Regions from separate parts of the Mus musculus genome. Here all the other regions are linked to region 1. The links are chromatin contacts, called in public HiChIP or PLAC-seq and promoter capture Hi-C maps. All regions are on one chromosome and are shown on one strand. Each heading gives the region's core, a stretch centred on a gene start, on an enhancer-like site or on the middle of the called end of the contact. The rest is flanking DNA. Distances are from core to core; before and after follow the strand shown.

What was found. Promoter capture Hi-C pulls out the DNA fragments that hold promoters and counts their contacts. HiChIP or PLAC-seq counts read pairs in DNA pulled down with a chosen protein or histone mark.
Region 2: an HNF4G HiChIP or PLAC-seq map of pancreatic cancer cells shows a contact between it and region 1. The contact joins the enhancer-like site here to the promoter of Ovol2 in region 1. A contact is called at or near these places in 4 of 39 promoter capture datasets (cranial neural crest, embryonic stem cells, erythroid cells and 1 more), 3 of 484 Hi-C or Micro-C datasets (Th1 cells, bone marrow-derived macrophages and embryonic stem cells), 9 of 115 datasets of contacts at active chromatin or transcription factors (bone marrow-derived macrophages, craniofacial prominence, embryonic midbrain and 6 more) and 2 of 9 other capture datasets (adipose tissue and liver).
Region 3: a contact with region 1 is called in an H3K4me3 HiChIP or PLAC-seq map of craniofacial prominence, with 6 times the contacts expected there. The contact joins the promoter of Bfsp1 here to the promoter of Ovol2 in region 1. A contact is called at or near these places in 6 of 39 promoter capture datasets (the C10 cell line, cranial neural crest, hippocampal neurons and 3 more), 2 of 484 Hi-C or Micro-C datasets (bone marrow-derived macrophages and embryonic stem cells), 9 of 115 datasets of contacts at active chromatin or transcription factors (astrocytes, bone marrow-derived macrophages, craniofacial prominence and 6 more) and 4 of 9 other capture datasets (adipose tissue, embryonic stem cells, liver and 1 more).
Region 4: a contact with region 1 is called in an H3K27ac HiChIP or PLAC-seq map of embryonic stem cells, with 3 times the contacts expected there. The contact joins the enhancer-like site here to the promoter of Ovol2 in region 1. A contact is called at or near these places in 2 of 39 promoter capture datasets (the HPC-7 cell line and hippocampal neurons), 1 of 484 Hi-C or Micro-C datasets (bone marrow-derived macrophages), 5 of 115 datasets of contacts at active chromatin or transcription factors (embryonic basal ganglia, embryonic hindbrain, embryonic midbrain and 2 more) and 1 of 9 other capture datasets (liver).
Region 5: a promoter capture Hi-C map of second pharyngeal arch cranial neural crest shows a contact between it and region 1. The contact joins the promoter of Dstn here to the promoter of Ovol2 in region 1. A contact is called at or near these places in 15 of 39 promoter capture datasets (the C10 cell line, the HPC-7 cell line, cranial neural crest and 9 more), 4 of 484 Hi-C or Micro-C datasets (embryonic stem cells and nephron progenitors), 12 of 115 datasets of contacts at active chromatin or transcription factors (bone marrow-derived macrophages, craniofacial prominence, embryonic hindbrain and 7 more) and 3 of 9 other capture datasets (adipose tissue, liver and pancreatic islet).
Region 6: a contact with region 1 is called in an H3K4me3 HiChIP or PLAC-seq map of bone marrow-derived macrophages, with 3 times the contacts expected there. The contact joins the enhancer-like site here to the promoter of Ovol2 in region 1. A contact is called at or near these places in 3 of 39 promoter capture datasets (cranial neural crest, embryonic stem cells and pre-B cells), 4 of 115 datasets of contacts at active chromatin or transcription factors (bone marrow-derived macrophages, embryonic forebrain, large pre-B cells and 1 more) and 2 of 9 other capture datasets (liver and macrophages).
Region 7: a contact with region 1 is called in a promoter capture Hi-C map of second pharyngeal arch cranial neural crest. The contact joins the promoter of Rrbp1 here to the promoter of Ovol2 in region 1. A contact is called at or near these places in 11 of 39 promoter capture datasets (cranial neural crest, erythroid cells, frontonasal cranial neural crest and 8 more), 2 of 484 Hi-C or Micro-C datasets (both in embryonic stem cells), 6 of 115 datasets of contacts at active chromatin or transcription factors (astrocytes, bone marrow-derived macrophages, forebrain and 3 more) and 2 of 9 other capture datasets (adipose tissue and liver).

What each region holds. Positions count from the first base shown.
Region 1 is chr2:144,329,953-144,333,979 of GRCm38.p6, reverse strand. Ovol2 (ovo like zinc finger 2) reads left to right here and starts at 1,900. Exons shown (of 4, transcript NM_026924.3): 1 at 1,900-2,219; 2 at 2,859-3,076. The coding sequence starts at 2,120.
Region 2 is chr2:143,836,730-143,840,756 of GRCm38.p6, reverse strand. The region is part of intron 5 of Bfsp1 (beaded filament structural protein 1, in lens-CP94); the gene reads left to right. Among named protein-coding and RNA genes, the nearest start is that of Bfsp1, 24 kb to the left of the region's middle. Within about 2 kb of position 1,901, at least 92 of the 459 cell types and tissues checked have an H3K27ac peak or open chromatin away from gene starts, as enhancers often do. A contact at or near this core is called in Th1 cells, adipose tissue, bone marrow-derived macrophages and 1 more, where this site is marked.
Region 3 is chr2:143,861,422-143,865,448 of GRCm38.p6, reverse strand. It overlaps Bfsp1 (beaded filament structural protein 1, in lens-CP94), which reads left to right and starts at 2,276. Exons shown (of 8, transcript NM_009751.2): 1 at 2,276-2,873. The coding sequence starts at 2,518. It overlaps Gm33648 (a long non-coding RNA gene), which reads right to left and starts at 2,123. Exons shown (of 3, transcript XR_375039.4): 1 at 2,035-2,123; 2 at 903-1,024.
Region 4 is chr2:143,887,934-143,891,960 of GRCm38.p6, reverse strand. It overlaps a transcript of Bfsp1 not described here. Among named protein-coding and RNA genes, the nearest start is that of Dstn, 25 kb to the left of the region's middle. Within about 2 kb of position 1,865, at least 66 of the 459 cell types and tissues checked have an H3K27ac peak or open chromatin away from gene starts, as enhancers often do. A contact at or near this core is called in embryonic stem cells, where this site is marked.
Region 5 is chr2:143,912,961-143,916,987 of GRCm38.p6, reverse strand. It overlaps Dstn (destrin), which reads right to left and starts at 1,657. Exons shown (of 4, transcript NM_019771.2): 1 at 1,341-1,657. The coding sequence starts at 1,343. It also overlaps a transcript of Bfsp1 not described here.
Region 6 is chr2:143,973,078-143,977,104 of GRCm38.p6, reverse strand. It overlaps Rrbp1 (ribosome binding protein 1), which reads left to right. Exons shown (of 24, transcript NM_024281.2): 3 at 2,496-2,644; 4 at 3,514-3,636. Among named protein-coding and RNA genes, the nearest start is that of Gm33804, 35 kb to the right of the region's middle. Within about 2 kb of position 1,659, at least 7 of the 459 cell types and tissues checked have an H3K27ac peak or open chromatin away from gene starts, as enhancers often do. A contact at or near this core is called in bone marrow-derived macrophages and microglia, where this site is marked.
Region 7 is chr2:144,009,343-144,013,369 of GRCm38.p6, reverse strand. It overlaps Rrbp1 (ribosome binding protein 1), which reads left to right and starts at 2,107. Exons shown (of 24, transcript NM_024281.2): 1 at 2,107-2,371.

The DNA of each region.
Region 1 (4,027 bases), core at 651-3,150:
GCAGAGCCTTTTGAGGTTTCTAAGCGTGTAGAGCACAAGTCTATGTGATCTTTAAAAATAACAATCATGGCCCAGGTGTTCAGTGATTTAAAATCCGGAAAAAGGGAGGGAGGGAGGGAGGGAAGCAGATAGGCAGGCTTTATCAATAGAATTGACTTGTTCTGGAATAAAATAAGGAATCTTGAATGAAGTTTTGGAGATTCTTAAAAGATGGAGGATAATTCTGTGGCTTCGTGGTTTTATTTTTACTCTTTCATTCACCACGCTCCTTCTTTCTAGCAAGTCTCCCGTTTGCTGGCAGATAAAAATACATCTGCAGAGTTGCCCAGAAGCTGCGCCATCGACTCCATAGCCAAGAAGCCTCATTTCTCCTGTCTTGTGCCGCTATAGACATCTCTTCCTCCTCCAGTTCACCAGGATCAAAGTCCTTTACGATCTTAGACGACTTGTCTTGGAGGAAACCCATAATTCAGAGTTGATTCCCCGATGGGATGGGGTCAATCCTTGAGGGCGGATCGATAATCATGGTGCGTGCGCCTTCTCCCTTCCACAACCTCGCCAGAGCTGCGCCCCCTCTCTGTGTGCCCTGAAAATACGCCAGCCAAGCCCAGAAATCCGTTACCAGGCTGCTGTATCCCTAAAGGCCATTCCAAGGCGGAAGAAGGCAGGGACAGCCTCTGTGTGGATTCCCCGGGTCGCTGTGGCCAGGAGCGCCTCTAGTCCTGTTATAGGCAGGTGAGACTGGCGCTTCTCTGAACCGCAGACACCTGAGCACCCCTGGCCAGACGCGCCCAGACAACCTCCAGCAGTGAGCACTCGCCTGCTCACCCAGCGAAGCCGGGTTCCTACAACGATAGCTGGGCGGGTTGTTGAGCAACAAAGCTGTGGTATAGGGGCATCAGCGTACCCAAAGCGAGCAGGCCGCCCCTTGAGACTTAGTATCTTTTATCAGATCCCCCCCCCCCCACACACACACACTTCCCTCCAGGAATAAAGGTAAATAGGAAACAAATAAAAACAAAAAGCTCAAAGCTCTTCTGCGGTCTTCGCAGGCGGAGGAGGGGAGAGGTTGTATCAATTTTCAATCCCGGGCTTCCTGGATGAGTATTTTCCTGCCTCCGAATTTAAGGGTCCAGTTGTTAGGGGAGGCAATAACGGGAAAGGTAAAAGACAAGACATTCGCTTTAAATCTGCGTTCACATGAGATGCAATTAGCTTTTGTCTTGAGTCAAGGGACTCCTAGACTGTAAGGTTTCGGGGTGAAAGCTGCTTTGGTAGAACAAGCCCTATTTTCTTAGATTGAGTGGCACAGATCAGTAAAGTGACGTGCTCCAAAGATGTGGTGTTTTTAGGCTTTATTGAGGGGTGTTCTAGATGAAGGAAGCCTTAAGTTCTCAACCCCCCCTCCCTTTACCTGACAAGGATACTGCGGACCCTCCCCCCATCCGACCACCGAGATTCCAGAAAGCCTAGAACAGCCCCACAAGGTTCACAGTTAATATCTGGCTTGCTTGATGGAGACAAATCAACTTCGGAGGTGGGGGCCAACTCGTGGGAGACCCCAGCTCCCAGTCGGGCTGCATGGGGCAGAGAACCTGTGGCTTGTTTTAAAGACTTTATCCTATAAAGTGCATGTGATAGGGGTATGAAGCAGAGGGTTGATTTGAAAAATGTTCTTCCTTTTTTAAAAAGAGGAGGGGGGAAGAATCAGACGTTAAATTCTTTTGCAAACATTCATGCCTAAGGAAGGGCTGGATCAGGCAGCCCCGGCCGCCGGAACCGGTCGGACAGGTAGCGAGCTTGTTGACACCGTTATGTTGCAGGGCGCATGCTCACTCCCAAGTTTCCTGGTGCCTTTTCTATTCCACCTTATGAAACTTTTTCCCCGGCGTGGTCTCACGCGCGATTTAAGGCATAGGTGTCGCCGAGCCCGGAGGCTGCGAGTAACCTGGAGTGAGGGGGAGAGTACCGAGCAACGCGGCGGGGGGTGCAGGAAGAGGGCAGGCTAGGCGGGAAGGTGGGCTCCGGACTCCAGGAGCGGGGGGACCCAGGCGCCACCGCCGCCACTAGCGGGGAGCAGCGGGAGGAGGGGGCCGCAGTCGGAAGAGAGGATCCCACCATGCCCAAAGTCTTTTTGGTGAAGAGGAGGAGCCCGGGAGTCTCTGTCCGCAGCTGGGATGAGCTCCCGGATGACAAAAGGGCAGACACTTACATCCCAGGTGAGGAGCGCGGGGGCCGGGCCTGGGCGCGGGGCTCCCGGGTGGGGGCAGGGTGACTGCGGCCCTCCTGCTCGGGATCAGGGCTGCGGTTCCCACCCCTACTCCGTCTCGGTCGGGGTCACAGCGGTGTTGGGAGAGGGGAGCCAGGATCTAGGCTGGGAAACCTGGGACCCCCGGTGCTCTCTCCCTAGACAGGGCTAAATTGCCTGGCGGCAGGACCGTTGGTTGCAGCGCGGGCCAAAGTGGCCTGGAAGTGGGTGGAAGGCACTCGGGGTTCCCTTGCCCCCTACGTCCTCTAAACCGCTCGTGAAGGTCCGCTAACCCCTCGGGAGCGAGGCAAGACGAGGGCACACCCGCCTCCACGGGCGCGAGAGGAAACTTGGCGCGCGGGTTTCTCCGCGGCGCTTGGACCCTGGTGCTTCGTGGGTTGGCCTGAGAACCCGTCTCCCGACACCCTAAGTTAGTTCGAGGGGCGGATGGCTAGGGTAGACTCGTCTACCCTCGGGACGTCGCCCACTTGGCGAGGTGCCCAGGTCCGGGGCGGGGCGGCGGCACCGCCCGCAGGTCAAACTGCCGTGGGCGCCCGGGCGTGACGCCGCGTGTGGTTGAGTGTCGGGGTGCGGCCCCCTCCCTCCGCAGTGAGCCTGGGCTGTCTGCTCCGCGACCCGCCCGAAGACTGCCGCAGCGACGGCGGCAGTAGCAGCGGCTGCAGCAGCAGCGCCGGGGAGCCCGGAGGGGCCGAAAGCAGCTCGTCCCCGCGCGCGCCGGAGCCTGAAACTCCAGAGCTTCACGACGCCCAAGGCACCGATGGACATCTGGCAGCGATGCAGCGCCCGGTTGCCAGGTCAAAAATCAAGGTAGGGTGTCGACTCTGCCCCCGCCGCCACCTGCACCACGCCCTGGCGTCCGGCTCGGGAGCCCCGGCGCCCCTCCCTGCCGCGCCCGCCCGCGCACCGGAGCCCAGGCGCCGCGGACTAGCCCGCCACTCCTGCACCTGCCCCTGAGCCGCAGCCAGGCTCCTAGTGACCTGTCCCCTGCGCCACAGTGCCCGGGCCGCCAGCATCTTAAGCGGATCTAGACCCAGGGTGATGGCCCTGTCTGACGCCGCCCGTGGCTTTGGGAACCATTGAAGATAAAGCACAGATACCCCGCTTCAGCCGCCCACCCTGTGTCCAAAGCCAGACAATTACCTAGACAGCCCGAGATCTCCGGTAAAGAAGTGCTACCCAGGATCTTAGACGTAATGGCCTCTGACATAGTCCCTGGCACATTGAGCTCCTGCGTTTTGTTTCCCTCCTGTGTCTTAGGACACGGTGGACCTCGCAGTCACCGCTATTCCCAGCGCCCTGGTGGAGCCTGTTAGACTGGAAACTTGTTGTGCAGAGCAGTTTAGATTTGCCTTTTCTCTCAAATCTTCAAGAGTTAAATTAGTGGGTAAAAGATAAAAGGGCTCACCTGCGGATTTTTTTTTTAAGCGTTCCTACTCTAGTTGATTGGAATGTCTGTGCCCCTCAAAAGCTATAGACTTGTAGGCAACACTTTATCTGGATGGCCATCAGCACTATGTTGGGTGGAACTTCCATGACCACCTGTTCAAAGGTATCCGCTACCCCCAGGATTAAGGAATCCTGCCCCGCTGACTCACAGCCAGCTAGAGGGGGAAGGGAGGCGACATGTTTTATGCATAAGCCCCAGGTCCTAGCCTGGCCCGTTATAGCGTCACCTTGTTTATAGTAGGCCATAATTCTAGGGCGCCCCAGGGTATCGGCTACCCATGCCCCCAGACCCATGCAGGGAGGGAAGGGTGA
Region 2 (4,027 bases), core at 652-3,151, 490 kb after region 1:
GCTCTCACTGTGCAGCAGTCCCAGAAGACAATGCTACAACAAGGGGGCAACAAGGAACAGTGGTTGCCCCCTGAGTGAAAGATCACAGGAGAGAAATTGAGTCAGGCCTTAAAAATGCCTTCTTCCCAGGACATAACCATGCCTCAGGGACTAGATACTTCTCAGTGACCGTGGTTTCTTTTGAGGGAGGGAGGGGAGTGGAGAAGGGAGAGATGGAGAAATGTTTATGTAGAGAATGTGGTGTGTGTGTGTGATATGTATATAGTGTGTGTGGTGTATGTCGTATATGTGTATATAAGGTCTGTGGGTAGTGTGTGAGTATATGAGGTGATTTGAGTGTATTTGCTGTGTATGTATGTAGAGTATATTGTAAAGTGTGTATGATATGTATATTGCATGCATGTGTAATGTGAAGGGTGCGTGGGCTCTGCATGTGTGCATGTATGTGTATATACATGTGTATATGTGGGGTGTGTAATGTCAGGTATATGTGTGGCGTGTGATGTTCATATGAAGTATGACTTATTCATCTATCTGTGTAGGGCATATGTGCATGCACGTGGGATGTGTGTATGGTGTAAGTGTTTTACATGTGACTGAGGAAGTGGGTGTAGGCCCAGTCCCGGTTCTGGAGACTGTGGTTTTCAAATTGTTCCTTGAAATTCACCAGGTGTAAAATGAATTCAGTAGAATTGACTGGTACAAAAAAGGAAGAAAGCAGGCTGGAGAGATGGCTCAGGGGTTAAGAGCACTGGCTGCTTTTCCAGAGGTCCTGAGTTCAATTCCCAGCAACCACATGGTGGCTCACAACCATCGGTAGTGGGATCTGATGCCCTCTTCTGGTGTGTCTGAAGATAGTGACAGTGTGTTCATATACGTACAGTAAATACATAAGTCTTTATAAAAAATTAGAAGAAAGCAACACAATGGCGCTGGGAATAAGAAGTAACAGAATGCATGGCAGTGAGAAGTATACAAAGTTTATCCTGGAAAACTTTTGTCTTAAATGTATCTGTATATTTTTGACTACACATGTATTTGCTCAAATGCACACATATGATGTGGCCTATGGTGTGAACTATGTCACTTCCTGTGGTCTGGGTGACAAAGTTGAAAAACACAGCCCTAGATACTAAAAAGATCAAGGCCCTAGCCTCACATGGAAAATTTTAGTTCTGCGGGGGGGGGGGAGGGGGGAGACTGTTTGTCTTTCTTTGTGTGCACACATATTTTTGATGGCTATAAAACCATGATATGTATAGGAAGTGTGTGATCTATTGATGTAGGGTACATGTGCCTGCATGTGGGATGTGTGTATTGTGCATGTGTGCATGGGACTGAGGAAGCAGGTGCAGGCCTGTTATGGTCCTGGAAACCCATGTTTTTCAAACTCTTAGTTATAGTTCATTGGGTGGGAAACAACAGGCTTGGCCTGGTTTCTGAGTACATGAGGTATAACTGTTGGGTCAGGTCCTGTTCTCAGCCTCTGACACTACTGAGACTTAGCAGTTTATCTCTGTGTCTAAGGTAGGGTCTCACTTTCTCCTCTAGGTTCCCTTCCCTGTCCCTAGATTTTATTAGTCTGGTGAAGTTTGTGGATCCTTTCTCATAAAATGTTGTTGAAGGCAAAAAAAATTATTCAAAGCAAGCCAATTCTATAAAGATAGTTATCCATATGTTATCCAGTGTCCTTGACTCGAGGGGTCATGTCTGGATGAATCTGCAGCAAGCTGAAGTAACCTGAGGTGCACATGGCTTTTATATGGCCCACTTATCTATTACACACCCCAACCTTACAGCACAGCACCCTGTCGAGTGTAGGGTGTGTCCTGGCTGATACAGTCATGGCTTGCTGCCACACCACTGCTATGCACGAAGGCAAAATGCAAACAGGAAGCATGGCCTCTACAGAAAGCACAGTGCTTCCACACTGTGGTCAAGTGGACCAGTGCACGTCCATGATGCTCTGCAGGGCATGTACAGTCGCTTGTCAGTATCCAAGGGGGATTAGTCTTCACAACCCCACAGGTACTGAAAATCACACTTGCTCAAGACTCCAAAGTGCTTAGTGCTTGTATGTGAACTATGAAGTTCTCCCATAGCCTTGAACTCAACCCCAACAACTTATAACATCCAGGATAGTGTGAGTGGGTATAAGTAGTTTTATTTTTTATTATTTAGGAAATGATGACAAACATGGTTATACACACACACACACACACACACACACACACACACACACACATATATATATATTTTTCAGCAGAGGCATAATTGGTTGATTGGGACTCTTAGGATCCAGAGAGGTGACTGTTCAGTAACAAAATACTGAACATAACAAAATTGGTCTAACAAAATAACAAAAATTGGTCTAATGAACCTCAGGTGTGCCACCTTCACGGGTTGTCACAGCCCATGTATGTGACGTGGCTCCTGCGTATTTTCTCATTTTCACACTGTTCTGTAAGTCAGGGAGTGGGGCAAGCAGGTTGGTCTCTCTGTTCTGGGTCTCCCAGGGTGGCATAAAGTGTGTGTGTGTGTGTGTGTGTAGTCCACCTGGGCCCCTGCTGGAGGATCTTATGGGAGAACTTGCTCACAGTGTCGGGTGTGTGGTTGGTACAAGTCAATTCCGACAGGCTATAGTGGGGAGGACCCTGTTTAGTCAAAGAGGTTGTGCATTCCTTGGCCCAAGGCTATTCCACGCCAGCGCTGTGTGTAAAGTCCTGGGTCTAACCCTCTGCCTCCAACTTCTCCTCTTAGCTGCTGCTGCTGCTTCTGCTTCTGCTTCTTCTTCTTCTTCTTCTTCTTCTTCTTCTTCTTCTTCTTCTTCTTCTTCTTCTTCTTCTTCCTCCTCCTCCTCCTCCTCTTCCTCCTCCTCCTCCTCCCCCTCCCCCTCCCCCTCCCCCTCCTCCTTCTCCTCCTCCTTGGCTTATGTGATTAGGATTAATTTAATTAATTTAAATAACTTACTTTGTGGTGCTGGTTAAGGTTTTCGATGCTTCCAGAATGTCTCCCGGTTAGGACCTTCAGGGTAAGTTCCCTGGCCCAGCAGCATCAGCAGCATCTGGGAACTTGTCAGAAGTGCAGATTCACGGGTACATCCAGACCAGCTGTGGCCTGGCAACTCCTGTCGTAACAAGTCCTCCAGGCGGCTCCACAGGCATTAGATCCATGCCTCTAAGAACAGAGCCCGAGATTGGAGCTGGGGGCCTCTCCTTCAAGTCAGCCAAACACAGGTGCCCAAGTCCCCTGGGGATTAATTTCTTCCAGGCGGACAAGGAATGACAGACAATTCAGTGTCTTGACAGGACCTGAAAACGGTTTTATTGATTGGCAAACAGGATGAGCCCTGACCTCTTTTTCATCAAGGTTCTTTACCGCCATCTAGTGGTGAGATTCAGCATCAGCGCTTGATCAGGGCACCATCCCTGAAGCAAAACAAAACACAGGACATTTACACCCCCCCCCCCTCTCTCTCTCTCTCTCTCTCTCTCTCTCTCTCTCTCTCTCTCTCTCTCTCTCTCGTGTGTGTTCACTCGTGCATATATGTGCATGCATGTGTGGAGTTCAGAAGACAACTCTCACAAGTCTATTCTTTTCCTTTTATTGTTTGGGCCCTGGGGCTCAGACTCAGGTTGTTAGGCTTGGTAACAAGAAACTTTACCCACAAAGCCAACATGCTGGATATATCATCATCATCGTCATCGTCATCATCATCATCGTCTTTACCTAAATTAACCCATTTATTGTCAGAGGTTTCAAATAGTGATGCTCCCATTGGTCTTTAGATCCTTCCGTCCTCTGATGGCTCACTTGACTGTGACAGAATTGTGGTGGGTCCAGGCCCTGACAGCCACTGTTCTTACACAGGGCCACATGCCTATGGCCCACATCTTTGCCTTAGTCTTGCCACAGGAGGGACAAGGATACTTAGTATGCTGCCTGATTTCAATTTTCTTCACCATTTTCTAGGTAGCGCTTCTCAACCTGTGGTTTACAACCCCCTTTGGCAGCTATTTTATCTCCA
Region 3 (4,027 bases), core at 1,027-3,526, 470 kb after region 1:
ATTTATCACCACATCCAGCTTATTAGTAGGTAGTCTGAAAAATACTTGCTGCACCATATTATATGGGAACTATGCTGTCCTTCTCCTTTGGTATATTTCTGGGATATATTTATTTCCAATGGGATTATTCTGTGCTGTAGAGAGAATTGGTATCGATTCTTTACACTAGTGTGATGGGATAATATATCTAAATCCTTGTCATGGTCTGAGTGAGCCATTCCACCCCACTTCATCCATTTGTATGTACGTATGCCCTTCTGTGTGTGCACAGAGGGAGGCCAGAGCTCAACTCCAGCTGTCTTTCTCTCTTAGCCTATACCTTATTCTCTGAGACAGGGTCTCTCATTGAACTTCAGCTCAAGTAATTTGGCCCCATTCAACGATATTGTCTGGTTCAGTAAGCTGGCTGGCTGGAGAGCACCCTACATCTGCTTGCTTGTCTCCCAGCTCCAGAATTGGGGTTACATAGACTTGTGACACCAAATTCTCCTTCCACCTGAACGAGATGGGTGCAGGGATGAGGGGGACTTCAGGTACTCAGGCTTAGCAGAGAGCACTTTACTGAGTCATCTCCTCAGACTCCCATGTAACTCCCCGCTTGGGCTGTCTGTGAGCCTGTAATTTGACTTAGCAACAGGATGTGAGTGGACTCACTGCCGAGGAAAACCTGGATGAACCTGTTTGGCACGGCTTCTGACATTGCTAACTCAGAAGGAAGGACAAGAGCTATGGTGCTGTCTCAGCCGATCAAAAGACCTGCAGCTAGAAGAACTGTTCAGCCGGGCTGGGGACCCAGAGAGTGGTGATAAATATGTGTTATTTCTCGACTCTTTGGGGTCGTTTGTTCTGTAGCAACAACTGACTAACATGTGATGTCAAAGGCCATGGGTGATTTATCGTACCTGTTACATGTGGGTTTTGCTCTCTGGGAAGTTGGAAATCAATTCATCACCAGCAGTGTGTGGGAAACCTTCAAAATACTCACATCATGCTCTCCTCCACTTGGCCATGAAAACCTAAATGTCTTAGGAGAGAGAGGGAAGGATGGAGGGAGGAGGGGAGGAAGAGAGAGGGGGGGGGAGGGAGAGAGAGAATATGACCATGTCACCACACATACAGATCATACATTGCTTTGTTCCAGACTGAATCCTTTATTATATAGGCTTCTTGGAGTGATAATAAACTAAACAAAGATCTCAGTGATTTTCCCTATTTTTAGTAACTTTAATTTGTAGCATAATTATGTGTAATCCATATGGTTGGTAATATATGGTGTTGCTAAGCCTTAATTTATAAGAGACCAGTCCTTTTGATAATGGTTTTTAAAACTGTGGGTGATACACATGTACTGCTAAGTATGTGGTTATAGAAATGTGAAATGTGTGCACGTATATGCTGTGGTCGGAGGAGAGCATTTAGTGTCTTCCTCACTGCCTTGACGAAGGGTCTCTTATTGAACTGAAGGTTTGCTGCTTCTCCATCACTGTACCTCCCTCTCCATTGCTGAGTTATAGGCATATTTAGCCATGTCCAGCGTTTCGTGGGTGCCGAGGATTTGAACACAGGTTCTCGTGATTGTACAGCATGCTTACCTACTGAGTTATCTCTCCAGACTTTGATAATGATCTTTAAATAAATATTTTAATATGATAAATATTTATATCCTGGAATAATCTCATCAAATAGTTCAATATTTTCAACATTAATTTTACTTTTGAATTTTTCAAAGCCTATCACATTGAGTGATTGTATATATTTCAAAGCTTGTTTTTTAACTCCAACTGCCATTTCCATAATAAAAGTTAAAATGAAACATAATGAGAATATTTATTTGAGAACTGGATAGTTTACTAAGTCCTTAGACTGTAAGGATTTCTGTTAAGTTTGAAGCATCTAACCTCACCTCCTTGGTGAGAGAGCAACGGTGTAGGTCAGTATCACCAGTCTTCCTAAGTCACTATACAAGTTGTCAAGTCCTCACAAATACACCCAAACAGTCATAAGAAATTACTAGGAGGACAGCTCAACACTTACATGCTAGGCCATTTTATCTGCATGCATAGTTAGGAAGCCCTCCCCGAGACAGCCTCAGCAACATGGTATTATTGTAACGCCTTTAAAAGCCTGAAATCAACAACAAACAAGTAAGTTCATAATGAAAGTTGGAAGGGACAGGAGAAAGTGCCAGGCCCTCTGCTGCAGGACTTTAGCAAGCTGGCCTTGGGTGGCTTACACAGAGCCAGTTAAAAGAGCATCATGCATCTCTTGTCCCCCTGATCCTCCGTGCAGTCACATAGCAACAGGCCTCCACAATGGCGGAACAAAGAGGTCCTTGCCCGATGCCCCTTCCACCCGGGAGCTGTATGGGCGGCTTAATCCCGCACACAAAGCACCCGCGGCTCTTCATTGTTGGGCGCCCGCCCCGAGGGCACATCTGCTGACCGGCTCTGGAACGTCCCAGCCCGGCCGGCCGGTTTATTTAGCAGGCGCAGCCCAGGCCGCGGCCTTCCGGGAGCCATGTACCGCCGCAGCTACGTCTTCCAGGCCCGCCAGGAGCGCTACGAGCGCGCCCAGCCCGCGGGCCCCGCCGCCCAGCCCGGGGGAACCGCGCCCGGCCTGGCAGCGCTGCAGGCGCTGGGCGAGCGCGTGGCAGTCCAGGTCCAGCGGGCCCGCGCGCTCCAGCAGCGCCACGCCGGCCTGCGGCGGCAGCTCGACGCCTTCCAGCGCCTGGGCGAGCAGCCCGGGCCCGAGGACGCGCTCGCCCGCCACGTCGAGGCCAATCTGCAGCGCGCCCGGGACCTGACAGCCGAGCACGCGCGGCTCGAGAGGCAGGAGGCCGAGGCGCAGCGCGCGCTCGACGAGTTCCGCAGCAAGTAAGAGGCACGGTTAGGGAGACTGAGGCACGTAGGCGATGTGGCGGGAGGCGTGGGGGTAACTGCAGACTGTCCGCGGAGAGAGGGGCGTCGGGATGCACGGGTCCTGCAGACGTCCAACTTTCAGTTCCATGGCACTTTCGGGATCCGGCTTCATTTACTTTTCCTATGTTTTGGGATGATAGATAGAATGGACCATACAGGTTTTAAATGCATAGTTCGAGTTTTTGGTGTTTAACTTGAGCCAACACCCAAATATGCGAGGTAGTTTGCACCACCCCAGAGCTGCAGTCTCCCAGTTCCCAGTGCACCCCGGTTCTATAATTTCAGGATATGCACTCTCACATGACTGATTTTGACTCCATACTTTTTTTTTTCAATTTAATCTTCATACAGGTACATATTGTACCATAACCGCATTCTCCCCTGGATCCTTACCTTCCCTTTTCTCATTTCTCCTCCCTCCCACTTATCTCCCTTTTCCCCAATTTCTTTTCTTGTATGTGTGTGTATGACTTTATGTGACTATATACAATCTAGGAACTACAAATTGGAGAAAACATATATTTGCTTTCTGAAACTGGCTCAGTTGGCTTTAATGTTAATCTCCAGTTGCATCCATTATCCTGGGAACAGCATAATTTTCTTTTTTATGGCTGAAAAATTCACGTATATATCAACTGTCTGTCTTGTCTGTTTTTTTTTTTTTTTTAGACGGAGTTTCTCTGGGGACTATGTTTGAATGAGTGAATATGTATATTTTAAAGCTTGTTTATCAAGTCCAACTGCTATTTCCATAATAAACGTTAAAATGAAGCATAATGTGAATTTATTGGCAAGCTGGATAGTTTATTAAGTCCATCATCAATCTTTCTGTTCCTGGTTTTGAGCCATAGGAACCCATTTGCAAGAAGGGACCTGAAACTCCATCTCTCATGGGGATATAAGCCTTGCAGAAGCCAGTGGGGAGCAGGGCTTGAACAGAGACTTGGCTGTGGCAAATCTCTGTGAGTTCAAGGCTAGCCAAGCCTACAGAGTGAGTTCCAGCACAGCCAAAGTTACATAAAAAGAAACCTTGTTTGGGGTTGGGGGGGGGGAGCCAAGGTCATGCTAAACTATAGTACCAAGGCCAAGGCTAAGCTATAGCTATGTAC
Region 4 (4,027 bases), core at 616-3,115, 440 kb after region 1:
AATTGCTTTCTCTCATTTGTCTACTTGTTTGAATCCTCTCTGATGTTGCTGAGTTTTAGTGTTTTGGATTGGCTTCCCTGTATTCCAGTGTCTTTGGCTTCAGCTAGGGAGGCCTTCTGGGGGCTGTGGGAGGCATCGCGCTGGGTTTTTTGTGGTTTGTGTTTCTGTGTTGTAATTTGCACATCAGTTGGGATGAGTGTGTGGTTTTTTTTTTCTCATTCTTTTTGTTAGTTTTAATTTATATATAGATCTTCTTAGTGGTTGTCACTTTGACTGCAGGATCCTCACTACGAGTTAGAAGGGACGTACAGGTAGTGATAACTTATTTTCTTTGCTGATAAAATGAGCCAATCCAAGGCAGATTAAAATATACATAAATGCAGGTTTATTGAGAAACTGCTCTTGGGTGGGCCAGGTCACAGGCCCTAAGAGGAAAGAGACCAGACAGAGGGGAGGGGGAAAAAGGAAGAGAAAGTGCTCGTGCAGAGAGAGGAGAAAATGTCTGGATTATACAGGGAAGAGCATCTGTGGGAAGGGCAGCCCAGCCTCTGGGCTGGAGGTTTCAGGATTGAGGGCAGGGTTTTCCAGGTAGGGACTGAGGGATGCTGGGAGAACCCGGAGGCCAGGATTGCTCTGGTATGTAAAGTATGTACCTAGGTCCCTTGTCCTAGGTCTGAAACTAAACAGCAGTAATAGGAATACTGATTAGATCAAACGCAGTGCTGAGACACATCGGAAAAAAGGTTAGAGGCAAAAAGGGGGGCACTTCAGTTACATTTCCAGTAGGGCTAATGTGGTGACTGATCTTAATTACCAACTTAATAGGGTTTACAATGACCAGAGATACAAACCTCTTGGCACGTGGGTGAAAGACTTTTCAAATTAGGATTTTCTAAGCATGGATGGTGCCATACCATTCCTGGTTAGGTGTCCTCCATTGTGTAACAGAAGGAAGTTAGCTGACCACCAACATGCATTCCTCTCTGCTTTCTAACTGTGGGTGAAATGTGACTAGCTCCCTCAACCACTGGATAAGCCAACGTCCCTGCTGCAGTGGACTGCACCCTCAAACTGTGAGCCAAAGAAACTCCTCCCACCCTTGTTCTGACACGCGTTTTCTTACCACAGTAAGAAAAGTCATTGATAAAGTTAGGAAGCAGAAAGTGAGGATACACTGGGCTGTGGTGGCGCACGCCTTTAATCCCAGCATTTGGGAGGCAGAGGCAGGCGGATTTCTTAGTTCAAGGCCAGCCTGGTCTACAGAGCGAGTTCCAGGACAGCCAGGGCTACACAGAGAAACCCTGTCTCGAAAAAAAAAAAAAAGTCAGAATACTTTGATTAGCAATTGGTTAGCAACGCTAGGAAAGGAGGAGTCGGGAAAGAAATGAGACCAAGAAAGGGAAAGCACGTGGGTCACTGGGGAAGGAGCACAGCAGAATGACCGTAAAGCACAAGCTAGCGAGAAAAGACGAAGATGAAGTAAGTCAGCACACAGATGTGAAGACAAAAAAAAAAAAAAAAAGAAAGAAAGAAAGAAAGAAAGAAAGAAAGAAAAGGTACCGAGGAATAAAGAAATAAAGATAAAACAGAGTACAAAACTAGCCAATAGTTCTCTCCCTTGTAGGACAGTCTTCAGGTCTCCAGACTTCACTTTCTAACCGTACTTTACCGAGAACAGCTCTTTGTGCCTCAGGATTTCAAACAGGTTAGACCGGAATGGTTTGTGTGTGGTGCCCTGCTGGGGTTCAAACTGGTTAGACAGGAATGGACTGCGTGCAGACTACCTTCTGTTTCTCTCTTCAGCAGTTGATTTCCCAGGCAGCAGCCAGCCTGGGTTTTATGTTTGTTTGATTGATTGATTGTTTTAATTTTCACTTTTAACCACGTGCGTATGTGTGGATATGCGCATGTGCATGAGGTGCCCATGGAGTCCGGAAGAGGTCGGCAGATCCCCTGGAGCTGGAGTAACAGGCAGTTATGAGCCTTGAACATGGGTGCTAAGAACCTCCTCTGGGAGGGCAGAGCATGTTCTAATTGCTAAGTCATCCTTCCAGCCCCTCGGAGCCCGAGTTTCTATAAGAGTTTCCTAGCTCTAAGCAAAAGTTGCCCCCTGAAGATAATACCTTTCCTGCCAGCCACTGTCTTCTTTGTATGCGGTGTGGTCACATTTTCCTTGCCTGGATATCAATTTTCTTGCGTCTCATGGGTGGCAATAAGGCTGTATTTATCTTTGCGGTTGGTTTTCCTATCTGTCCAGAGTCCAGGCTGCTTTCTTAAGAGTTTCTGTAAGTTTGTTTGTGGGCACTGAGTTTATGTTCGTCAGCTTCTGTCGGTTGTTACATATTTAGTCAGTGGTGGGAAGGGGTGGGGGGAGCCCCACATGGGATGACATGTTACCGGGGAAGCTGGGGGTTCCTTTTTTAGGAAGCTAGTTTTGTTAATGAAATAATATATAAACAAAATTGAAATGAAGCATGAAGCAATTAGAATTTGAGAGGGAGAGGGAAAGAGAGAGAGAGAGAACCCTACAGGGTAGGCACGCTATAAACGTGGGCAGCCGCTGACAGGAGGAAGGACAGAAAAGGGAAGAGAAAGGCATGTAGTTCATAAGCAGCCGCGTGGCACCAGTGTACAGTGAGCAGCGTCAGAGAAGGAATGAGAAGCTCTGGGCACAAAGTGTGCCCAAGTTTGGACGAAGAGATAGGAATAAGAAAAAGAAAGGTCGTGCCTATCTGAGTCAGTTATGCTCAGCAATGTTCACTCTGGCGGCTCTGTAGCTGTCTGTGGGGACTTAATCTCATAAGGGGATAATTATTCCTCCCCTCTCTCCTCAACACAGCGTCAGGAGCCAGGGCATCAGCCTTCCTACCTGGTAATCTCTTGGCCTGGTGATCAAGAAACCTAGCTGGATTAACATTCAAGGAGAAGGAAACAGTTAAGAATGTTCTATCTAATCTGGAGAAGAGATCAGAATGCCATGCCCCTCCCCTGGGCCAGAGGTAGTTTCCATTCTTTTTTTTTTTTTTTTTTTGGTTTTTCGAGACAGGGTTTCTCTGTATAGCCCTGGCTGTCCTGGAACTCACTTTGTAGAGCAGGTTGGCCTCAAACTCAGAAATATGCCTGCCTCTGCTTCCGGAGTGCTGGGATTAAAGGCGTGCGCCACCACACCTGGCCAGTAGTTTCCATTCTTTAGACCACAAGGAAAGAGCATTCCCTTCATGGTCCTCAGCAAAGCCATGGTATCCATCCTTTATGGCCTCCAGTAAATACTTCTGTAACTGTAAGTGTTAGTATTTCTGAATTCTATCTCGTTTCTTGCCGTCTATTTATCTGTGGCATTTCTTTGCGTCACCCTGCCTCTCACTTCTTCCTGCTATCATAGATCCGATATTCTCTTAAACGTGTGCAGGAGAGTTTTTGTCTCTGCTTTACCGTCTTTCTTCTTCCTCTGTAGTCTTTGCAGTTTTATTCTAAAGCTTGGTTAAAGAAGTCTTCTCCGAGGCTGGAGAGATGGCTCAGTGGTTAGAACATTTTGCTATGTAATTGCGAGGACCAGAGTTTGGAACCTCCTGTGAGTGATCCCATGAACACCTGCAACCCTAGCTCCAAGGAGACCTGAGGGAGGAGGGTCCTTGAGGTTGGTTGGCTACCAACTTAGCTGGAAAAAAAATGCAAGCTCCAGGTTTAGCTACAGACCTGGTCTCAAAGGAGTACAGCAGGGAATGATGCAGGAAGACCCTTCCTGGCCTTGGCACACTCGAGTAGATACACTCAACTACACACACATAAGCATATACTACAAAGTTTGGAGCTGAGACGAAAGGATGGACCATCTAGAGACTGCCATATCCAGGGATCCACCCCATAATCAGCTTCCAAACGCTGACACCATTGCATACACTAGCAAGATTTTATCGAAAGGACCCAGATGTAGCTGTCTCTTGTGAGACTATGCCGGGGCCTAGCAAACACAGAAGTGGATGCTCACAGTCAGCTAATGGATGGATCACAGGGCTCCCAATGGAGG
Region 5 (4,027 bases), core at 408-2,907, 420 kb after region 1:
TGGATGTAAGAATGAACCCACCTTTAGTTTTTATTTTTGTCTCCCCCAAGTACCAGGAAATCCAACAGACTCTATTTTCATTTTATTTGAATGTACACCGAACAAAAAATTAAGCTTTAAAGCCAAGCTTTTACGTTTAGAATGTTTGGCCCTGTTTTAAATACTTTTGCATTCTCAACTAAAAGAAGACTGGAGAGCAGACACCAGTTCACTTTATTACACTGAGTGCTCAAATTTAAAAGTTTATCAGCACTCAAAACCTTTGGATTTAGTCTTTACTATAAATCAACATATACATACACTTAAAATCTTGCTGAGGTTCAACAGACTTCAAGGTCTGAAATATTTGTAGCTCATAGCATTAAACCCAAACATGACTTAATATCAAGGCACAGCTAAGCATGGTCCGTTTTCAAGAAAACTATCCATTTAATCTAATGAGCCAGCCTGCACCTGCAAGCCAGTTGCTATATCCTAAGAAAAAACCAAAGTTGTTATTCAGTGAAAACACTCTGTAGACAGATAAGTGGGTACCAACTGTTTCCCGGCGCACAGATGTAGCAACAGGATAGTATTTCTAGCAGTGAGGCAAGGCCTTGCCAGCAAATCATTGACCAAAAATGGTAACATTGTGCAGACTACAGTGACAAAATGTTCCACCTGATCGCCCAGTTGAGATACTGTTTTACAACCGATTTGAGTAACACTTTGGAGGTAGAGAAGTTTGTAAATTAAGCAAAATCTCTACCATCTCAATACAACGAATGTTTCTCTTTTTAAAGGGCTGGAGTAATTATACGGGCTTTCTGAAAGTTTTTAAATTTGCATCTGAAAAGCAACAACATCATGTCCAGGACTTGCACCCAAAGTTGTGGTAAAGCCTTGTTCTCAGGTAAAGGCAAATTTCTAGCATGGATGAATGGACCCGGCAGGGAAGGGTTAAAAGAGCCACTGCCAAGCTTGACAAGCCCAACGAGAGTGCCACTGAAGCTGATTGCCAGATACGACAAACAAAGCCACGGCAAGGCCACCCGGTTCTTAATCACGCTCACTAGCAATTACTCCGCCCTCTAGAGTGTTCAATAAAATCCTTTTCCTTCTCAGTAAAAAGGGCTGGAAAAGCTCACGGGTCACCAAGCTGGCCTTGGAGAAAACCGCGCCCACACGGATGGTCTCAGGTTCGGCCGCCCATCCCGGGGATCTACCGACTTCGGGATCGAAGGCAGCGAGGCCGGGCCGAAGGGGATCCCGGGCGGCGGCCTGGAACGGTGGGCATGATGCCGCCCAGGAGCTGCCTTGGAACCGACCCCTCCCTTAGCACACGCCCGAGGATCACTCACCATGTTCGCTGGGGCGGACTTCGGGAGGAGAGCTAGGAGCCTGACGGCAAAGTCTGTGCACCTTCGTCCTCCGGGTAGCAAAAGCAGGAGAGCAGGCGCAGGGCGGACGCGGCAGCTCGAGCTTATTAAGGGCGGGCACGAGTTCCAGCCAGACTGCGGCTGCGCGCGCCCCTCGCTCCGCCCACCGTTGCTACGCAACAGGCCGGCCTCCCCAGACAGGCCCCACCCAGGAGTCCCAATAGTCTCCAGACAACTGGAAACCCCTCTCCAGTTAAGGGGAGTGCATGGGTTCCCCGCCCAGAGGAGCGCCCGGGCTGCTGCTCCGTGAAGGGTGGACACAGGACGCTCCGGGGAATCTGGCCCTGCCCTGGAGGCGGGACCACGCGATGCCCCGCCTACCGCGCGGCCTTTGCCCATACATGGAAGTCGCCACCTGGCCAGGTGTGCGCGCCGCTAGGGGCGGGGCCCCGGCGCGGAGTGGGCGGGGCGAATGCCGGTGGGCGGGTGCTCTGCTTGGCGACGAGAACTCTCAAAACGGCTCTCAGGGACCGCGACCCGCATTTTTTTACCTACTTTGGTGCTGTTCCCACCACCCAGTCCTGATTGGTCAGCGCGGCACTTCGGGCCGTCGCGTGAGAGGGAAAAATCTGCACAGTTTTCCTCCTTCCTGAGGCGACCGTGGCTGATCAAAGTGCTGTGTGAGTCAGCGCTTATTCCAGGACTGGAAAACAGGAGTGATTTGTTTATCTTCTGAGCGGGCTGGGAGGAGGCCCAGTGGCCCGCGGGGGGTGCGTGGGGGACGCCGCGTGGCCCGGGACTGTGGGCCGGGCCCCGCCGCTGCGCTTGGGGGTTTCTCATTGGGGAATTGTGTTTTCCTAAAGGGCGGTTGCACGGAAATACTGCTTCCACAGGGCCACCCGCAATCCTAGCCTTGTTTTCTCCGGGTGTTTTTGTAGCGAATAAAAGGAACTCGTAAGACGTGGGATGATCACCTCACTTTTGAACTGAATTTAGGCAACGAGAACATCAGGATCTCTATAAAAAAAGTCTTAATTATCTAAGAAGGCTTTTGGGCAACATGATCGTTGTTTTTCTTTGTTTCTGTTTTCTGGGCGCTATATAAAAAAAATCTACCCTAGGTAGCAAACCGCGGTTCCCATTAGTTTTAAGGGTTTTGTTTCTTTCTTAAGATTAAAGGCAAGTCGTGGCAATTCTAATCCCTTACTGCATTGCCACGGGGTGTTTGGCAGGCTACGGCAGTGGCGTCAGAATCACCTGGAGAGTTTGCTCAAAGATTTCTTAGTTCTGGCTCCGTGCACCTAGAATGTAACCTAAGAGTTTGCCCTTTTAACAAGTCTTTGGTATTAATAATTGGTAATCACACTGAAGAGAAAGAACCTACATCCAGCTGCAGCCCGAACCCTTCTGGCTTATTTTTGTTTTTTTTTGGGGTTGGTTTTTTGTTTTTTTCTGCTCAGGACTCTGACCCCACTAAATGAGACTTCATTTAAGGACGGTTCAACCTATCATTGGTGTTTCGTCCTCCACAATCCTGTCCAAATACAAGAATGCTGTTTACTGCATAAAATTTTCTGTGCCTTCTTCCAGATTTTTTTTTTTTTTTTTTTTTTTTTTTTTGTCCTGGAACTCACTTTGTAGACCAGGCTGGCCTCGAACTCAGAAATCCGCCTCCCAAGAGCTGGGATTAAAGGCGTGCGCCGCCACCACCCAGCTTCTTCCAGAATCTTAAGCAAGTCTCTCTGGCTCCTCTGCCTCTAGCCTCACTCCCTCTCCTTATGGATTTGCCCAGTAACTGTGTTCCTATCACCTGCCAGCCTGGATTTTTTTTTTTTTTGACATATTTCCAGCGAATCCGTTTTATGTCTTTCCATAATCATTAACTTCATGGAAATCAGGGAACGGGGAGGGGACACCTTTCTTGGGCTTTCATGGATGTTTTGTGGCTATGAACTGTTTTTTTTTTTAATATATTTGCCACTGTTCCCAGATCAAACTGGGAGTCCCAGAAAGACAGAAATTTGGGGTGCGTTCTACATGAAGGGGCCCAGCCCATCAATGTGCTACATGTTTAATAAATGTTTTCCTAAGTGAGCCAGTATCTGAAGATGGTTTAGGATTTGTCAGACAAATTAATGTATCTGCTCACCGTAACCTCAAATGAACTCCCACCGAACTTTAACCCCCACATTTACCCCCAGTTGCTCTAGCTATTTTTATTCTTCTCATTCTGAGAAGGATCAAATTTTAATAAAATGCTATATTGACCAAATGTTGAAACCTAATTCCCAATGTGATGTAATACTATTTGAAAGTCGGTCTTTAAGCTAACCTAGGTTGTCAGGTCAGAGCTTACAAGAGTGGGAGAAGATCGCAGTGTATGAATAAAGAAATGGTTCTGCCGGTCAGTAGTGGCCCACGCCTTTAATGCCAGCACTGGGAAGTAGAGGCAGGCAGGGCTCTGAGTTCGAGGCCAGCCTTGTCTTAGTCTACAGAGCAAGTTCTAGGATAGCCAGGGCTACACAGAGAAACCCTGGGGTGGGGCAGGGGATGGTTCCTCACCAGACACTGAATCTACTGGTCCCTTGATACTGGACTTCCCAAGCTTACAGAACCATGAGAAGTTGCTGTTGTTCTGTTTACAGTAAGTCAGTCTATCACAGCAGCTC
Region 6 (4,027 bases), core at 410-2,909, 360 kb after region 1:
TTAAGGGATAGGGCCAAAAGGGAAGTGTCTTTATTTTGGCTCCCCACTCCCATTCTTCTTTGAGACAGGATCTCATGTACCCCAGGCAGGCCTTAACTCATTCTCTACCTCCCAAGTGCTGGAAATACAGGCACACACCAACATACCTTACTAGAAAAGTGCTCTCTGGTGGAGAATTCAAGAGAGGTTAGAGTTTTCAATCACTTGGGGAATTCTTGAGGATAAGAACTTCTAAGATTTTTGGCAAGGAGCATTTTAGGAGTCTATGGGGGTGGAACGGCACAGAACAGCCAGTCTGAGGAATATAGTATGCACCACATCTGTAACTTAGTAGTCCCATTCGCCACATTAGAATAGGCCACGAAGAAATAGTTGGGATGAATTTTAACAGCGTACTTTACCCAGTTTATCCAAATTGTGTGTTCTTGATGCTCAACCAGTATATCAGATTGCTATTTTATGTTCTTGTCTACACTGAGGTTTTGAAACTCCATGTAAACTTTTTGCTTAAAGCACATCACAAGTTGCAGGAGTCTCAGGGGTTGTAATCACAAGTTCTCAGGGGTGCTAGGACCATTCTGAATCAAGAAAGAAAGTAGCCTTCAGTTCCACACAAGCTTGAGAGGCCACCCTGCCTCGCCTGTTTCTTTTAAACTCTGGGCAGTGAATATCTATTTAAGGTTGGGCAGGGGTTGGGGGGTGGGAAAACAGCAAAAAATGTCTCAGTAGGGGTTTTTTTCCTGAGAGTGAGCTCATGGGCCATTTTATTCTAGCTCTACAGCACTCAGGATTGTATCTAGTATGTATATAAGCTATCATTAGTTGCATGTGCATACATATTTCAAGGAAATTAAGAAATGGGGTCCCCACACACATACTCTCATCCCATTTTCTTGGCAGTACAAGCTTTTGGGCCTTTTAATGCTAGTGTGGTTATTTTTAAATCTACTGCACTTTCCTAAGGTAAAAAGTTATAAAATAAGGTGCTCATAGCAACCAGCCCGCCCACATCCCACCTTGCCTTTATTATGATATCACGCTAAGTGCTTCCACTTGTAATGAAAATATTATGACTGTGAAGTAAAAATATTGTGACAAGTCAGAGAAGCCAGGGTTGCTGTAGAAACCTTCCCCATTCCTTGTCCTCAAAAGGCAGGTTTAGCTGAATTTCGCCCTAGTGCACTTGTCTGTCTCTTTTAGTGCATTTGACTGTCTGTTTCAATTGTGAGCAAATTTAGATATCAGCAGAGGAATTTCCCAGGCATTTTAGCTGAGCTATCTCAACTCACTCTTTTCTTGCCTACAAGTCTGCATGGGTATCATGGAGACTGGGAGTGAGGATGTTTCATTGGTGGTGGTGGTGGTGATGGGTTTTTTGGGTTTTTGGGGGGGGGGGGTTGTTGTGAGCAAGTACCTAGGGAGTGAAGAGCTCATTCTAGTGACCTGGCCCAGCCATTTCTCTTTTGAAGCCAGTCACCATTTAAGCTCCATCTAGGGAGGCTAGAGTGCCTGTCCTTGACTGTGGGGAGCAGAGTCCTGGTACCCTCCAAGCTTTCCGTGTATGTGTGTTTCTGGGGATCATTGCCCATAGTGATGCAGAACCATGGAAGATGAGATGGACCAAGTGTTTCACTAGAAAAAGAGGAACTGGAGAAAAAAAAAAACTGAGAAAAATGTGTTGTGGATAATTTTGTGCAGCGCTATTTTTGTTACTTCTTTATTTACTTATTTTGAGTCATGGTCTAATCCAACTCAGGGTAGCCTCAAATTCACTGTGTGGCTGAGTATGGCTTGCTCTTCCTGCCTTCATTTCTGAAGTGTTGATATTACAGGCGTATGCTACCACGCTCGGCTTATGTAGTGCTAAGGTTCACACAGGTCCTATCAAGAAAGCTACCTCAAGTTCCCACACAGCTTCAGTGTTGTTAATTTAAAAAGAAGAAAGAGGGCTGGAGAGATGGCTCAGTGGTTAAGAGCACCGACTGCTCTTCCAGAGGTCCTGAGTTCAATTCCCAGCAACCACATGGTGGCTCACAACCATCTGTAATGAGATCTGATGCCCTCTTCTGGTGTGTCTGAAGACAGCTACAGCATACTCATAATAAATAAATCTTTAAAAAACAAAACCCTAGAGATGCATATCCATGAGTCAAATAAGTCTGGGCAAAGGAAGAGGGCAAGGCTGATGGCTCACCCCAGGGGGAAAAAAAGAAGAAGAAAGAAAGAAGAAACAAAGGCTAGCCTTTATCCAGCACACACTGATCCCTGAATTCGATACCTACTACTGATATAAAATAAGGAGGGATGTTACTCCAAAGCTTGGCTGGGACTCTTTGAGAATGCAGACCCATCATTAATCAGGAAGTTCACTGTACCAGCCTAAAGCTGTAGAACAGAGTTCTCCTTGCCTCTGATCAGAGCCACCTTTTGATGGACGTTGTTGTATATCTCTTGTTTGGGGGTGGAATGTAAGTCCCTGCTCCTTCCCACTTCAGGGCCCCCAGATTGCGACGGCCCTCTCTTCCTGCCCTACAAGACACTGGTCTCTACGGTTGGAAGCATGGTGTTCAGTGAGGGCGAGGCCCAGCGGCTTATTGAGATTCTCTCTGAGAAGACTGGAGTCATTCAAGACACCTGGCATAAGGTAGGCCACTGCAGGGCTGGTGTGGCTTACCCCTGTCCCCAGGGATGAACATCTTGCCCAGTTCTGCTCCTACTCAGGAGCTATCTTGTCCGACTGCAACGAGAATGTTTCCAGACCAGTTTTCACTTCTTCCTGGAGGATCCTGCCATTGCTGTCTGTGCTTGGGCTGAATGCTACCGCTGCTTATGTGCCCGGAGCAGAGCGGGGCCTCGGTGCTGCTTGTGCTTCTCGGGTTAGAGCATGGGATCTGGACATAATTCCCTTGTGCTACCAGGGCAAGCTCAAAGACTAAGCCCCACTCCCTAGTGCCCCTGGCCAATCACCTGTTCTAGGAAGTGCAGTATGCGTGGGTTTTTCCTTAGCTAGTTGGGTGATAGTAATTTTGGTGATCAGTTCAGTGATGGGAGGTGTTGGGGGTACTCTTTCCCGGCTGTCACTGGGGGGTGCCATGCTCTGTGTGGCCTCAGTGCTGCTGAGAGCACCTCAGCAAGTAAGCACTGGGGGTGTTCCCTGGGCATGAGTGTCGGAGGGTCACCTTGCTCAGACCATGACATTAGAGTACAGGTTTCCTGTCCTAGCTCCCACACTGCAGCCAGTGGCTTATAGTCTACATTTTCTGGCTTTAAGACTGGAAATACTATAACCTATGAAAACTACCCCAAGCATCTGTATGTACAAGATCTGGGAGTTCCTAAAAACTCGGTGGCTTAACAGGACTATCCCTTCCCATATGGTGTCTAGGGTCAGATGGAACCACTTATTTTGAAGCCCATGCTACCTGGAGGTTTATTGCCTTTTGCTTATTGCCAGAGTTGGGGGACTATATATTTCACTCTTCCCCTGTAACATGGCTTTGTCAACATTTCCAGGCCACTCAGAAGGGTGACCCTGTAGCAATTCTGAAACGCCAACTAGAAGAGAAAGAAAAGCTGCTGGCCACAGAGCAAGAGGATGCGGCCGTCGCCAAGAGCAAGCTAAGGGAACTCAACAAGGTACAGCCTCAGCTCAGAAGCAAGGCAGCCTCCTCTCCATTCTCTTGAGATTCCCTGTGCCCAGGGCCGCAGCTGCCCTTAGGTCATCAGGACAGGCTCAGGGCTGGCGCTGAAACAGGCAGCTTCAGCCAGGGCTTGTCTGCCTAGCATATGGCTTTTCCCAAGCCAGGAATGTTTTGACTGAAGTTCATCTGCTGCCCAAAGAGGTGAGGTGTAGTACTGGGAGTGTTCCTCCCCTGTGGTCCAAGAATACACGTAGTTTAACAGAGACCAGGATCTCAGACTGTGGTGGCTCCCTAGGTACCAGGGTCTTTTGAGCTAGTGCACCTAGAAAAAACGTGTACATTTAATACTGGTAGTTTTCCTGAGAAATGGGGTTGAGGCTGCTTTG
Region 7 (4,027 bases), core at 858-3,357, 320 kb after region 1:
GATTTGGGTATCACTTTAGGCTGCATGCTCAGCCTGCAGTCTTCCCTGGACACTAACAAACACGACTGAATGGATGAATAAATGTTCTTACTTATCCCCACAAGAGAGAGTAACTGTCTTACAGTCCATTTATGCCCAGGGAGGTAAATGCCCCACCATGATCCAGCCAGACTGGCTGCTAGCAACTGCTGACCAGAAGCTGGGATCCTTAATTTTATTTCAAGTGAATCTCAGCTCTGGAAAATGACTGAGTGTGGAAAGGTGATCTATAGTGATTCCTGCTGATTAATCATTAATTCCCTAAGACACTGAGATTCAAACCAGAAATAAATAGTTTAGTTTCAGCCTAACCCCTCTGTATTCTCTCCTTGCAGTTTTACTATAGACCAACAGCTGTCAAGTAGCAATGGCCAAAGGGGTGCTCACAGAGGAACTGAGGCAGGAACTCTGCAGCCACAGAGGCTGGGGCAGGTGTAGTCCTTTGGCCTTTTAGAACACTAAATCTTAGAGGCTGGGGAGGTGGCTCAGTGGGTAAAGTACCTGCTATGAAGGCCCTGAGTTCAAATCCCAACATGAATGTGAACACTCCAGGTGCCACCTACAATCCAGCACTGTGAAGATGGAGACCGTCACTCACTGGTCAGGCAGCTGAGTTAAAGGAGTGGGCTCCAGGATCATAGACAGACCCTGCTCGAGCAATAGAGAGAGAGATATGCCTGATATCAAATTCTGTGTGGACTCGAAAGGGGGGTGGGGGACAGAGGAGAGAGACCAAACTTCATTTCAAAGAGGCTGATCTTGCCTCAGGCTCAAAGGAATAATTTTAAGAGCTGCAGTTAAAATGGTTATAACCTAAACTTAAGCTGGCATGGTGTTTCATGCCTTTAATGCCAGTACTCAGAAAACAGAGGCAGGAGGAACTCTGTGACTTTGAGTTCTAGGCCAGCCTGTTATACAAAGCAAGTTGTGGGACAGCCACATAGTGAGACCTTGACTCAAAAAAAAAAAAAAAAAAAAAGAAAAGAAAAGCACTTAAAGTTAAGTTATTTCAATTGAACTTGGTTTTGAAGAGAGGCTTTTGTGTTGATGAGATGGCACAGGGAAACTACTTTTAAGTACTTTCTATGCAATCTGACTGAGTTTTGATCCCTAGAAACAGCCATGGAAGGAGAGAATCAAGCAGAGAGTTGGTGCATGGTGGCATATGCACCCCTCTTCTAAGTAGGTGTTGGTTGTTGTTTTTTTGTTTTTATAAAGGGGTAGCTGGCTAATATTTGGAGTATCACTAGATCAATTTCCTGGGTTGCTATCATATTTTCTTGGGCCAAAACCTCATGGTCCCAACATCTGAAATCAAGTGTCACAGGATGGATGTAACTCTGCTGTGTGATTTGTACAAGGACAGTATATTATTCTGTTTAGGGAGTGGCTTTTCTTATCAAAATTTCCACCTCTATTTCTTTTGTTCTTTCCAGGTCTTCCACCTCAATTCTCCCACTTATTCAGTAAAATATGGAATGCAGAATGCAGTGCCTTTACGGATAGATAAGGCCCCATCCTCCCTGCTCTGACCCTTGCAGAACTCTTCTTTAGACCCAGAGGCTGGTGCTTTGTGTGACGTTATTTGGGTTTAAATAAGGCATTTTCCCAGTTGTTCACGGTTTGTGCAGTCCTCCTGAGGGTAACATTCACGGCCACCTCAGCCCGGCAGTGTGGAGGAAAAGAGCAGCCTGCGGCCAAGGGGATTCGAACCGCAGTCTATCGGCCTAGGCGGAGCCAAATCCGAATAAGCGGTGGCGTGGAGAGCGGAGGCCTGGAGTGGGCGGGACCGGCAGAGGACCTCCCTAGGTGGGCGGGGAGTTAGAGACCCGCCCCCGCGCAGAGCTGAGAGTTGCGCTGCGCGGCTCCGCCCCTCTTCGGCCCCGCCCCCCGCGGCTCCCCGCAGCTCCTCCTCTCTCTCATTGGCTGAGACGTAGACCCTCCTTTTTGGCCAATGGTCGCCACCGCGGCGCGGCCGTCCGCGGTCTGATTGGTCAGAGGCCGGCAGAGTGGCGGCTAGTGAACCAATAGGAAGAGGCAGCTCGATGAATGGCTGGTCCGGGTGGGGAAGGCAGGAGGCGGCGATCCCGGCGGAGGGGGCCGTTCGCCAGCTCCGAGGCAGAAAGTGCCACGACTCCACACACGCGCACGCAGCCAGCGAGCGGCCGGAGCGGACGGCGGACGGGGCGGACGGCGCCAGGGTCGCAGTGTGTGCAGCTGCTCAGGGGCGGCTTCTCGGTGGAGGCTCGGCCGGCTCCCCTCTTGCGGTTCCGCGGCGGCGGCGGCGGCTGCTCTTGCCCTCTCGCTCTCCCTCTCGCGTCTCCCGCTGCAGGTAAGAAACTTGGCCGGGCCCTGCAGCGGCGGCGGCGGTGGAGGCGCGCGGGCTGGGCCGTCGGGGCGCCGGGCCGGTCGCGCCGCGAGTGACACGTCTCCTCGGCGGCCCCTCCCCCGGCGGCGCCGGCCCGCACGCCCGCCCTGGCGGTAGCCGCGGCCCCTCGAGTGGGACGGAGCTGCGTGTGCCAGGCCGAGCCCGTGCAGGGGCGTCGGCCGAGCGCGCCCCTCGGGGTGGATTCCCCCGGCCGGCAGGCCAGGAGCTGCGGCGGCCCCGCGGCACGACGTGGCGACCCCTCCCTCTCGGCCGGGCCGTCGGGCCGGCCCGCGCGCTCCGAAGTTGGGCTAAGAAAGTTGGCGGCGGGGCGGGGCGGCGCACAGCTGGCGGAGGAAGGGGTTAAGTTTCGGGAAGCCACCGGATGACGTTGCCGGGCCGGAGTCCGGGCCGGAGGGGGTTGGGGGGGCGGAAGGCGGTGGGCCGGCCTGGGACGAGGGCTGAGACTGGATTGGCGACGCGGGGGCCCAGAGCCCCGGGCTGCGGGCTGTGGCCACAGGACACGTCGGCAGCCCCGACGGGGCGGGCGGGGGCCACAGGGCTCGCCGCGGGTGCCGTCCGGGACTGGCCGTAGCAACTTCCCGGAGTACGGGATGAGGCTCCCTGCTCCCCCTGGCGGCAGGGCCGCAGCACCGTTTCACGGCGGGTCCTCGCGGAACCGGCACGAGGGTGCGGGACCTGGCCAGGGTTGGGGCCACCCGGGGTCCTGCCTGGCGTCTCTTTCCCGCGCCCATGATTAGTGGACCCGTGGTGCTAGGCCTGGGCGGAAGTCGGCACCTCCGGCCCGGCGGGCCAAGCGCCCTGGCACTGGGCCCGCCGTCTGTCCCGGCCCGCCAGGCTCCCCGGCAGTGCCCGGGGAAGGGAGGCCGGTTGACCCGGGCTTACTGCAGGCTGTGCAGGATGCTTCAGAGACTCTTTCCCGTAGGTGTCACGCTTCGTCGACAGTTGCTAACCAAATGCTTTCTCTCAGAGGTTTCCCATTTCCCCATCTGAGAGACAGCAGTGGAGACCCAGCACGTGTAGGGAGTAGCCAACTGGTATTGACTGTTCTTGTGGGATGTGTGTTTAGGGACGTGAGAGACAAGGGAACAAGGTGGAGCCTGGCTTGCACTGCCAACCACTGCAGAAGTCGCACACCTGGATTCCAGCCCCATGAACACCGGAGGGTCATGTCTCCTAACCTCTGAACCTGGGGTTTCTTTATCTCTTGCCTGAAGATAGTACCACCCACTCACCACTGAGGTCAGGGGAACTGAGCAGGAAGTGTGAGATCTTGTGCAAAACCGAGGGCAATTTGGCAATCAGTCCTCAGGTCAGAGGTCAGGACTGGGAAACACCAAGGAAATGAAACTTGGATGGATCCCTAGAGCCTCCCACATCTCTGTTTGCTAAGCTAGCAGTTCATTTGCTTAAAGCCTAATGGTGGGGGTTGGGGTCCTGGGTTGAATTTTGTGTAAAGACTCACATTGTAGGCTGAAGAATTGCACATTGGACACAGCCCTTCACTTAAGTATTCTCTCACCATCCACACCACTTCCTTACATTTTTTTTTTCTGTTATTGTTTATCTTAACTTCCTAAACCTAGAGAAATTTCTGGGATT